Linked DNA regions of Gadus morhua: region 2 is linked to region 1. A link is a contact called in public Hi-C data. All regions are on one chromosome and are shown on one strand. Each heading gives the region's core, a stretch centred on a gene start, on an enhancer-like site or on the middle of the called end of the contact. The rest is flanking DNA. Distances are from core to core; before and after follow the strand shown. Region 1 holds the start of cdin1 (CDAN1 interacting nuclease 1). Region 2 holds the start of meis2a (Meis homeobox 2a).

Region 1 (5,448 bases), core at 1,407-3,906:
GGGATATGGCTGCTGGGGAGAGGGCAAGGGAGAGAAGTGGCAGGGTTGGTGGGGAGGAGGGAAAGGGGAGGCAGGGAGGAGGGGGGGGAGGGTATTTGCATGCCCCTCCATTGTAAACGGGGGTAAAAAGTGACAGCACCGTGTCCAATTCTTTTCCCCTCTGAGCAGCTTGGGCCCTGCAGGAGAGGCCTGGCTGACAGATGACTCCCAACATCTGTGTTATGCAGGCGTTACAGATGAGGGACTACACATTGCACACCCTCTCTTTCTTTCTTTATCTATGCCATCCTCCCTTTTTCTCCTCCCACTATTCATACTTATGGCCATGGCAGAAAGACTGACAGACCTTCTGTGAAAATTAGCCTGAAAGGACATATCACCATCATTTGGTTCAAAGCATCTTGAGTGTCCCATCCAATTAAAGCAATGATTACAATGGCTGTGATTATGCTTAAGAAAGGTATATCAAAAGCAATACCATGACAAACCGATAAGTCCCCTCCACCGCATGAAACATGGCGCATCCTTCCTGACACCAGGACAGCTTCAGTTCAGCACTAGCAGACGCCATATGATAGATAGGCCTATGAATAAATATGTCCAGCGTCATCTGAAAAAAGTCTATCAGGATGATAAAAAATGTCAATACCCAGATATAAGTCTATTCTTCATTTTCATCAGATTTACCCCAAAAATTCCAGTAGCCATTTTTTTGTAGCAAGGCTGTTATTCCACCCCTTCCCACAACCAACTCTCCCCACCACCACCACCACCACCCTATGTCCCTTCAAATCGCCAGCTCAGGCAGGGCCAATATTTACGCAGTGTCGGGCAGAGCTCCCACGCAGTCCTCTTGGACAGGGGGGGTGGGTGGATGGAAGGAGGAGGGGAGCGAGAGGAGGGGGCCGGGGGTTTGGTTGACTGCCGTGCCTCGGCGCATGCTAAGAGATGATGGATGGCCTAGTCGATATGTTATGTCTTAAGAGCCTGATTTCCTGCCAGTCCAATCACAAACCCTCCACAGCCCAGCTCAGCTGATTGGACAACCAGAATAATTTTGCAGGCTGTGAAAACACTGCTGCTGTTCCTGTCCGTCAGGCCCGGTGACGAGGCTCGGGGATTTTAAAAAGAGCAGGGGCCTCCCAAAGATTGGTTATGGTGAACGAAATAATAACAATAACCGGCAAAACTAAACAACAGGGCCAGCACCCCCAGGAGATACTGATGATGCAGGATTATTGGAATGAATCTATTCTAAATGTTTTCCTTTCATCATTTCTTCAACCAACAGCGGCCTCCTAAGCTTCAGGGAAAGGTCTACTATTGGCCACAGGAAGTTTGCATTATAAACAAACATAAAGGGGAAAAGTTATTGCCCCGATTATGCGGATTCTTTGAAAAGCGGTGCCTATACGTCCCGCATATTGAATACACTTTGCACACAATTTTCTGCAAAATGCTGACAGTGAGAACAAAGGCAGGACCCAGGTAGCCTGTGTCCCCCCTTTGGGGACCTGATCGCTACTTGTAAAATGGTGATTAAGGCACAATAGAAGTAGGAAGCCCAGAATGCATGCGACTTTGCAAGTGACCTCAGCAGGATCAGCTGTGGTGTCCGGGTTGGCCTTGAGGGACTACACGTGTTCCATTCAATAAGGAGAGGGCCCTCAGTGTCAAGGAGAGGCACAAACACAGCCATTAACCCTGCACTTCGATTTCTTATTGTGCAGCATCTGCTTGGCGGAGCAGTAGGCAACAGCATGATGAACAATGCGATGAAATGCAAAAAAATAATAAAGTATAAAATTGCATTGTGAAATTTAGAAATAGGTCATTAAATACTTTTTGGTGGGACATAAAAATAAACAAGTGTAGCGCAATGAAAAACGATTATTAATATTAGCCATAATTGCAATAAATAATAAAATCGAGAGACTTAGCGATATAAATATGACAAAAATACATTTAGGAGACTACTACTAGTTTCATATATATATATAGTAAAAAATACACACGTGTTGTTTTTTGTTTTAATGAAACCATCCTTGTACACTATGCAGTGTGCCCCTAAGATTACATAACAGTTGCATGGTAATAAAAGCCCCCTTCCATCTCCTCTACTCTAGCCCGCCGGAACACAAGTGAGAATGAATCTGCCACTTGCAGCTGCTTTGAAAACGTACTTTTATTCCATACTTACTTTGGAAATCTATCCTTTAGTATCTTCATACACTGACGCGTAGGTCTGAGGTGCTCAGTGCATCGGACTATGTCTTTATGTTCGGCTCGAGATAGCCTCATCTTCGTGCAGTTCCGTGTCTGTTAAAGGTAAACAACAACATGACAGCTGATTGATTGCTAGGTTGTCAAAAGCAGCTGCGCCTACAATCGAAAGGTTGCTAATGCAGTCTAGCTTCACATCATAGCATAACTCTGGTTACAGTTCGCACACATTGCTACGTCTAGCCTATTTGATATTATAGCAAATAGGTATATTATGAGAAGATAAAGATACATTTTAAACAAATAATGTAAACAAGTAAAAAGCTTAATTTACCAGGGACGCACGAAATAATCCGTAACAGTTTCCTGATAGCTTCCCGCGAGGAAGTTGAAGGACAGGGTTTCCTAAGAGCAGTGCTCTGGTTGGTCGATTAGTCCGGGGAACTAAGCATAGCGGCAGGCAATTGGTTTGAGAGATAGATAGGGCGGAGTCCAGATCAACCATGCTATTCTACGGAACTGTTTTGATGCTGCACGGACTTCAATGTTTGCATGAATAATGCCTTTTATTTTCCAAAGACATAGAAAACCAAATCTGCCCAAAAAAGAAGCATGAAAGGACTCCTTTTTAAACTTTTTTTTTTGCGTGTAAGCACGCCTTCATATGCAGATATATCTATTTGCTATTTAGTCTGCATTTGTGTTAGTCTTGTTTGATTTAAATCTTTATACGTATTTATTCAGTTAATCATTTATATCGTTGAATCCATGCGTGTAGCCTAGCTTATCATCCGTGACCAAAATGAACAAAAGTTATTTCCTTTCAGATATGCATGCTATTAGGCTACCTAAACACATATATTTTTTGATTGTCCCTGCCCTTACATAATATTTTTTGACAGTTGAACATTACCTGTACATGTAAGTATCAATTTCCTCCCATTTTTATATCAGATCTGCTGTGTTTTTGTCTGTCTGTGTTTATTCAAATGCTGTATATTATAATGTATAAGTATAGCCTATTTAACTTTTTTGGGGAACAATTGTGAAATATTTATTTTAATGTTTTACAAAGAATACAGTCTTGTGTTTTCAATTAAAATGCAGTAGCTAAACTTGCATTGAGATTAAGATCTGTTTCTAATATCCACCAACTTAAAATGGCATGTAAATGTCTTTATCTCCTGTGTCTTCTGACTTGATATATTCATGCCCCTACATTGATAAGGTGATTGATGTCTTAGTAAGATTTTGGTTTCCATAACACACCAAATGTCTTTAAATAAATTCCCCTCATGCAATTTCCTAATCTTAGCTCAAAGTGAACTTACTCCCAATCAATTCAACTCGATCTGTAAATAATGAAATGTCTTTAAAAAAAAAAATAGAATTAATATAATTGATATACTTATATGTGTACGTAGTAGGTCTACATTTGATGACACTGTCTTTGTCTAAACCCGGCATGTATGAAAAGACTACTTCATAGAACAAAAAGAAAACGAAAATGACCCTCAATCTGACCCTGTGCTGTGTCAGAAAAATAGAGCTCCATTGTTGTCGGCCAGTGTAGTGTGATGTGTGTGATGAACTGAGCTCTGGGGTTGTGTATTCACCCACTACCACTCCCTGTCGTCTCGTTGGGTCCAGGGGTGCCCATTGCTGCGTGGCGGCCCACAAAAGGAAACTGTGTACTGGGGGGAGTATAAGCAGGGTGTAGGGGGGATTGGTATGACCAGATAATATCAGCGGTCCGACCGGCACTGCAGTGTGGTGTGATTGAAAGGTCTGAGGTCAGGGGAAGAGGGAACCGTTCACTCATCTAGGTATCAAAGGTTCAGTGGTGGAGGGGTGGCCGGGTGAGGAGGTGGGGGGGGTTTGGCAGGGACTGTGATTGTCTGTGTGTGTGTAATGTGTATAAAAGGATCAGTGTATGGTATAAAAAAGATACAAATCTGAAAAGGGGTTTGGTAATGTAATGTAATGGCTCTGAATGCGAGGGGGATCAGAGATGGTGGATTGTGTCTGCGTGTGTGTGTGTGTATGCATCTCCGTGTGACCTTATATGCAAGCTCACATGCATGCACCCGCACACACCACCACCGCATGAGTGAGTTAGCGGCCGTGTCTGCATTCAAATGCCAATGTGATCCACAGCAATACTGTGTGTGTGTGTGTGTGTGTGTGTGTGTGTGTGTGTGTGTGTGTGTGTGTGTGTGTGTGTGTGTGTGTGTGTGTGTGTGTGTGTGTGTGTGTGTGTGTGTGTGTGTGTGTGTGTGTGTGCGCGCGCACGCGCGTGCGTGCATCTCCGTGCGCATCTCCGTGCGCGCATGGGAGAGAGGTGACCTGAATAGAGCGATGGAGGAGGGGGTGGATGTTCGGGCCCACTGCAGCGAGGATATAGGTACAGAAAGAAAAAGGACAGATTGTGGGGTAAAGAGACTAGAGGGGAGCGCCTCAGAGCCTGTGTGTAAACAGGGCAGCGGTACGCGCAGTGCCGCTAACCAGCTGTGAAGCCTGCTCACAGTGGGAGACGCTTCCACAAAGGATGTCTCCCTCCGATAAGCAGAATATGAGGCGCTGATCTCTGCTCCGCTGCTCCCCACTCTCCATTGTAGTGCTAGGCACCGCGCCACTGCTAATGGCACTTGTATATATTATTATCTTGTATATGTTTGGTTATGTAGAGGACCTGTGATGCGCAGGACACATTCACATCTCCCCTCCAAGAGCAAGTAGTGTGTGTGGATGTCAGTGGGCAAAATGCATGACGTGTGTGTGTGGGGGGGGGGGGGCAAAGCATGGAGGGGTGTCGGTTGCTAGTCTTTCATCAAAAGTAGATTTGCGACCGGTCAAATCAGAAAATTTGTTAGGTTGCGTAACTTCCCGTCCACTTTGTGCTGTTGGAGAAAATTGCACACTCACACGTTAGTCGTCCCGTTGCAGTATCGAGTAACATACTTACTACATTACTACACAAAGAAGGCTCAGTTTTTCTCCTGTCTCACATTGGATTGTCAGCAGTGCTGCCATAATGTTATTTTTTTCTTGATGCAAAGGTGACTTCATTCCTGCTGCACTACAGAGTTATCCTCCAGCCTTTAGTGAGTCTGGATTCTCTGCTTTGAAAAGACACATGGGCTTAAACACAAGGCAAGCCATGACCAGGAAATACCAGTAGTATAAGCAACGTATCGTAATCATGCGTTACCCCTTTAAATGCCA
Region 2 (5,689 bases), core at 377-2,876, 170 kb before region 1:
TAATGTAGTAGACTTTCCTCTATAATACAGAACTGGGGATTTTTTTTGACAGTTATCTATTGTATGCCTAATTTATTAGACGTCTTAATTAATACCAACTTGAATATTGTAGGCTATTTTTTCATTGGGAGTAAAAAAAAGTGTTAAATAGCCTACAAGTTAGAAGAACACATTAAAAAGGCGTTGTAGGCTACATGGACAACACACTACGTATACACTTTTTAGGCTCGATGTAATGCCCTTTTGCAATATATTTACGCGCATTGGTCATAGGCTGTTGTTTCCGGTAATTGACCACACGTTTTAGCAAAAGTAAAAACTTTTAATAATGCAACCCGTCCAATTTCTTGATGGGTGTTTAAGGGCACATAATACGTTTCTGGAGAAGCAAGCATCGGTTACGCATAATTAAGCGTTGCAATTTTCGCACGCTCTCTTGACTGTTTGCATCCGTCCTTTTGGGGGATAATTACATGTTTTCAAAATAAAAGCGAAACGATGTAGCATTTTTTCATGATTAATGTTTTATTTTTTTTATTTTCGCTCAAACATTTCAATATATTTCGCGGAAACTACATTTTACACACAAAAACACTGACTAAAACCTGAACACCCCAATAACACAGTTCAATTTAATAAAACAATTACAAAACTTCCCATTACACAGCGCAGTCAAGGACACCCAATCACGCGGAACTCACTTATAACCCCCACTCCCCCCCACCCCCCCATCACAATGGTTACGCTATACTACAGTAAAAGGGCTTTGGCTACTCACCGCTGGTCCCGAGGAGGAAAAGAACAAGCGTCAAACCGTTAGTGCACAAATCAATGTGAACGATAGTATTTAGCTTATAAAAATAGCAGGAGCAGTCTTCGGCAGCAGACACACACTGCTGGCTGCTGGTTGTGTTTACAGAGCGGCTCGGCGGTCAGAGCGCAGAGTGCTGAGGAGAGAGACCTGGAGACGGTGATCGCCACGGGGCTGTGCGCGCCGCGCTGTAGTTCCTTCTTGGGGTATTGCACGCACCAAATGTCCACACAGCCGTTTGTCAACCCTGCAGTCCTGCTTTTTTTGCTCGTGTGCCGGGCGTCTTCCCACCCCTTATGCCAGCAAACATAAGCGTTGTCACTGCTTCATTTATTAAATCTTTTTAATTGCTATTTCTGTTGTGCGGCTCGATAAACCATATGGCTTTTTTTTGGTTGTTGTTGTTGTGAGTTGGGGGGAGTTTGTTGACCCTCCGACGGCATCCAAACAACCCTGTTTTTTCTCTCCCTCTCCGTACATGTGTCTGGCTCATCATAAACCTTGGAGTACTTTGGTCGACTTTCCACCAAAAAAAAAATCAAGGATAGCCATAAGAGGATGCCTGTATGTGAAAACCTATCAATACGCCCGATGATGTCATCTACGCACAGGGCACACTATCGTTGATGAAGTTAAATATTAAAGGGGATAAATGGCCTGCTCCTGTGTTGTTCCTAAGAGCTGAGGGGGAAAATAGGGCTTCAGTGGAATCAATGGCCGGAGCGTTGCTCCTCCTCTAAACTTCAATCTCCTCACATGATTGATGGTCTTGGGGAGCTTTGATAATTGACTACTCCGAGGTAAGGCACGATTTCTATCAAGACAGGGGATTGGAGGAAAGAAAAACACAAAATTACTTCTCCACAAAAGCTTTCTCTGCCTGGAAAAGTTCATTCTAGGCTTAGAGGGGTGGTCCGTATTGTTTAATTTCCTTAACGGGCCATATAGCATAATTATCTGTGAGATTGGAAGGTATTGCTGTAGATAGCCTATTGCAGGCACACCGGCTGTAACCCCACTACAGATAACAAGTAAGCGTCATGCTCATAAATTAAACTCAAAATGCATCAGATACTTTTAATTTATGATGCTCATGGTTTATACCGTGTTCATTGCATGTAATCGGTAAGCTGGATAAAAGTTCGAATATTTGACTGCTAATCTCTAGCTACGAGTTGACCGTGCGTAAAACTTGGAAATCATCATGCTTAATACTGTTTTAATGTGCTTTTTATGTCATGTGAATTAGTCTCGGCTGTATTTATTCGACTCGGTATTATTAACAGCTGCAGTCTAAACACCCGCGCTGGTTAAAAAAAAAAAAAAAACTTCTTTATCTTGCGATTTCTGTTTTACTTCAGGAGTCTTTTCGACGAGAGGAATTGCTGGGGGAAGAAGAAGAAGAGGAGGAAGAAGAAGAAGAAGAAGAAGTGTTGTTTGGCTTTTCCCCCCGTGAAGAGTTGAAGCCGTCCTCGTCGTGCATACTCTGCATATCACAGGATTGGGTCTCTCCTCTCTCGTCGAGCTGCTGCAGGACTGGCTATGGCCACCACTACTTCCGGGATCCGTCATTTCATTCGCCCACCGATCAGCGCAGCGAACTGACTCTGTTCTATAAGCAAGCAAGCAGCCAACCTGCCAACACGCGCTGACACTCACTCATCTCAGACCGCGAGATAGACCAAATACCTACGGGGGGAAAAAGGAGGAAAGATCTGCAACTGCGATCCCTTAATTTCTTCTGATTTTTCTTTTTTTTTTACACTTACAATAAAACAACACAGCGATCCGGAGTGAGAGAAGGGGACGCGGACTTGCGGGATGAAAACGGGCTAAAAAGATTCATCTTCTCTTGAACATCATCACCAACCATCATTCATTCATTACCTTGACAACCTCTGGCTTTGATTGACAGCTGGAGTGGCAAAAAGCCATGAGACACGACAGTTTAGTTACATGCAGGTTGTTGATGGGCCGATTGTAACCTTCAGTTTGGCGCATTTTTTTCTTTTTTGAGGAAAGAGGAAAACAAGAAAAATTGTAAAACTCCTCATGCTACTACTTCAACTGAAGCACATTAGCGAATAGGAGAATTCGCAAAGTTGTTTGAAAGGGGAATCTTACTACTAAATCACTTTCCAACCGTACTGGGATATTAAATATTCGACACATTGAGGAGTTTATTGGAGGGCAGTCTGATGGCGCAAAGGGTAGGTTTTAAATCTCCAACACTTATCTATACAAATCCATTATAGGAAGGCCTCAGTATCGCTATCCTCTTGTCGGTGGGAGCTACTTTACAAAGTATTCGTAAGACAGTAGACCTATATTTGACATTTTTGCAGTGCCTTACTCTTCAAGCAAAGTGACAGCCTTTGCTTAACCGACTGCCTCTGCGTGTATCGTGGAGCACTTTCACAGAGGACTGCAAACTAATTCGGTGTTTTGCCAAAGTAACTCTCCTTCGGCGATAAAGAAGTTTACAATGTTTTTGGTAATGACAAATCTTTTGGATTGCATTGATTGTTTTAGCCATAGGTCTACTTTCTACTTTTAACAATGTACGGCGCAGCGAGAGGAATGTGGCTTATGCTCTTTATTTTTCTCCAACATCGCTAGAGTAAAAGGCAAAAGCAAACGAGTGTATTTCTTATATTCTTGGAAATTGTAAAAGCAACGTTTAATACAACAGCTGTGTATCTCTATCGGTTTTGTTCAAGAGTCGGTGCGGCGGTGGTTAACGCTTGGTTTGATGATTTTTTGTTCCAGTACGATGAGCTGGCCCACTACGGTGGGATGGACGGAGTGGGAGTCCCGGCGTCTATGTACGGAGACCCGCACGCTCCTCGGCCGCTTCCTCAGGTCCATCACTTGAACCATGGTCCCCCGCTCCACGCCAGCCAACACTACGGGGCTCATGCCCCCCATCCCAACGTTATGCCCACTAGCATGGGCTCCGCTGTCAACGACGTTCTAAAGAGGGATAAAGATCAAATTTATGGGTAGGTGAAGAAAACAGAAACTCTTGTATACCTACGGCGAATCATTGCAGTGTTTTCTGGATGTGGGATTGCGCTCTGCTGATTTGTTTTATAAAAATGGCAATTATAATTTAGACGTTTTTAGGCAGGTCATTCTAGTGGATTTGGATTTTACGCACTTATCATGAAACTACAAGTGACACCCTTAAAATAGAATTAAAATATATTTATGTTCAGTCTACAAAAATAAAAATTACATTCTACATTCTTTAATTGGGATTCATACAACCTTAACGACTATATTATTATAAGGATATGGTAGCCAAAGCACGAAGCAAAAAACAAACTTGTTATTGTCTTCAAGTAGGCTGACTTGTTTTGATTTCGACTACAAAAAGTTCTTAGATGCTTTCTGAAATATCGTCCTAACCACAACAGCACAACATGCAATGAGTGTCAACTGGCAGTGCCGTAAAGCGTTAGAACATCACAGCTTCGATGAGTTGTTTTGTTTGTTTGTAGTTATCTTATACACGCACTCGCTGGGGTGGTTCAGATCGCATGTAGGCCTACGCCGAGTCTTTCTGGGAGCATGGGTTTAAATAGATGGTCTATGTCTTCTCTCTTTTTGCAGTCACCCTTTATTTCCCCTGCTCGCGCTGGTTTTTGAGAAGTGCGAGCTGGCGACCTGCACTCCGAGGGAGCCCGGTGTGGCGGGCGGCGACGTCTGCTCTTCAGATTCATTCAACGAGGACATCGCAGTCTTTGCCAAACAGGTCAATTTAATAACGTGTTAACTTCAAATCACCTTCGAACGCGCGTTGTGCGTTCAATAGGAGCTCGGGGGATTATGGTTTACAGTGGAAGTTACAGTGGATGGGACTCATTTGAGAGTATTTATGTTTTTTTTAATTAGCCTATAGGAAATAATATGTCGTTAATTGTTTCATTGAGTCAAATTAATAACGTAGATATTGTTATATTTCACAATTGCATAATTAGGCTGGGGATTTCACATGTAAATTAATATTCATATTCTGTGTGTATTTTTAGGTCCGCGCAGAAAAACCTTTATTTTCATCAAATCCAGAGTTGGACAATTTGGTAAGCTCATCATTTGATATTGCTCTATGTCCCTAAATATATATTTTTTTCCCCACCTATTATTAACTCTCCTAATTTGTGTGGACAGTGGTCCGTATAACCACAACAATACCCAGGGCAAAGTGAGTGCATATTCCAGAAAGTAAACATTCAAGGACAAATACATTGTTTCAAAATAAAGCTCGGATTATTGCTCAGAGGGGTGTGGAGTGGCAACGTGAAATGCTACCAACAGGAGGCCGAGAGCGTAGCCTCATTATGGGATAGACGCTGGATTCCCTCGGCGGGTCAACTCCCCTGTAGCCATGGTCACTAGAAAGCTATGTGCACACAATCTGCCTTTAACTTTGTTTATTTGCCTTAGGGCACTTTGGAAATGACTATTAAAGCTCAAATCATGGACAAACGTATAATGTGAGGAAAAGTCTGGACACAATTGTAACGTCAAATTTAGAAGGATGTACATTTAGGCCTATAACATGTATAGCACATGTAGTCCCTGTGGTAGGCCTTTACTCGTGAGATTCAATGAAGGGAAGATATGGTATAATTCACTGACTCAAAATTTTTGACATTTTTGCCATGACATTGTTGTGGCTTTATGGTGAAGAAAATATGCTAATTGTATTCTTCTTTTTTTTTTTTTTTTTTTTTACAGATGATACAAGCCATACAAGTATTACGATTTCACCTTTTGGAATTAGAAAAGGTAAATGTTATTATATATTTTTTATCATGTTTTTAAATTATTAAGCGCAATGCGATGGACAACACCGTTCTTTTTATTTTATCT

Evidence for each region. A called contact is a pair of places that touch in the nucleus more often than the background predicts.
Region 2: a Hi-C map of heart shows a contact between it and region 1, with 5 times the contacts expected there. The contact joins the promoter of meis2a here to the promoter of cdin1 in region 1. A contact is called at or near these places in 2 of 6 Hi-C or Micro-C datasets (gill and heart).

Annotation. Positions count from the first base shown.
Region 1 is chr5:15,911,744-15,917,191 of gadMor3.0, reverse strand. cdin1 (CDAN1 interacting nuclease 1) reads right to left here and starts at 2,656. Exons shown (of 12, transcript XM_030356754.1): 1 at 2,558-2,656; 2 at 2,201-2,319. The coding sequence starts at 2,301.
Region 2 is chr5:16,083,908-16,089,596 of gadMor3.0, reverse strand. It overlaps meis2a (Meis homeobox 2a), which reads left to right and starts at 1,626. Exons shown (of 11, transcript XM_030356219.1): 1 at 1,626-1,842; 2 at 2,173-3,021; 3 at 3,581-3,813; 4 at 4,427-4,568; 5 at 4,846-4,896; 6 at 5,555-5,605. The coding sequence starts at 3,010.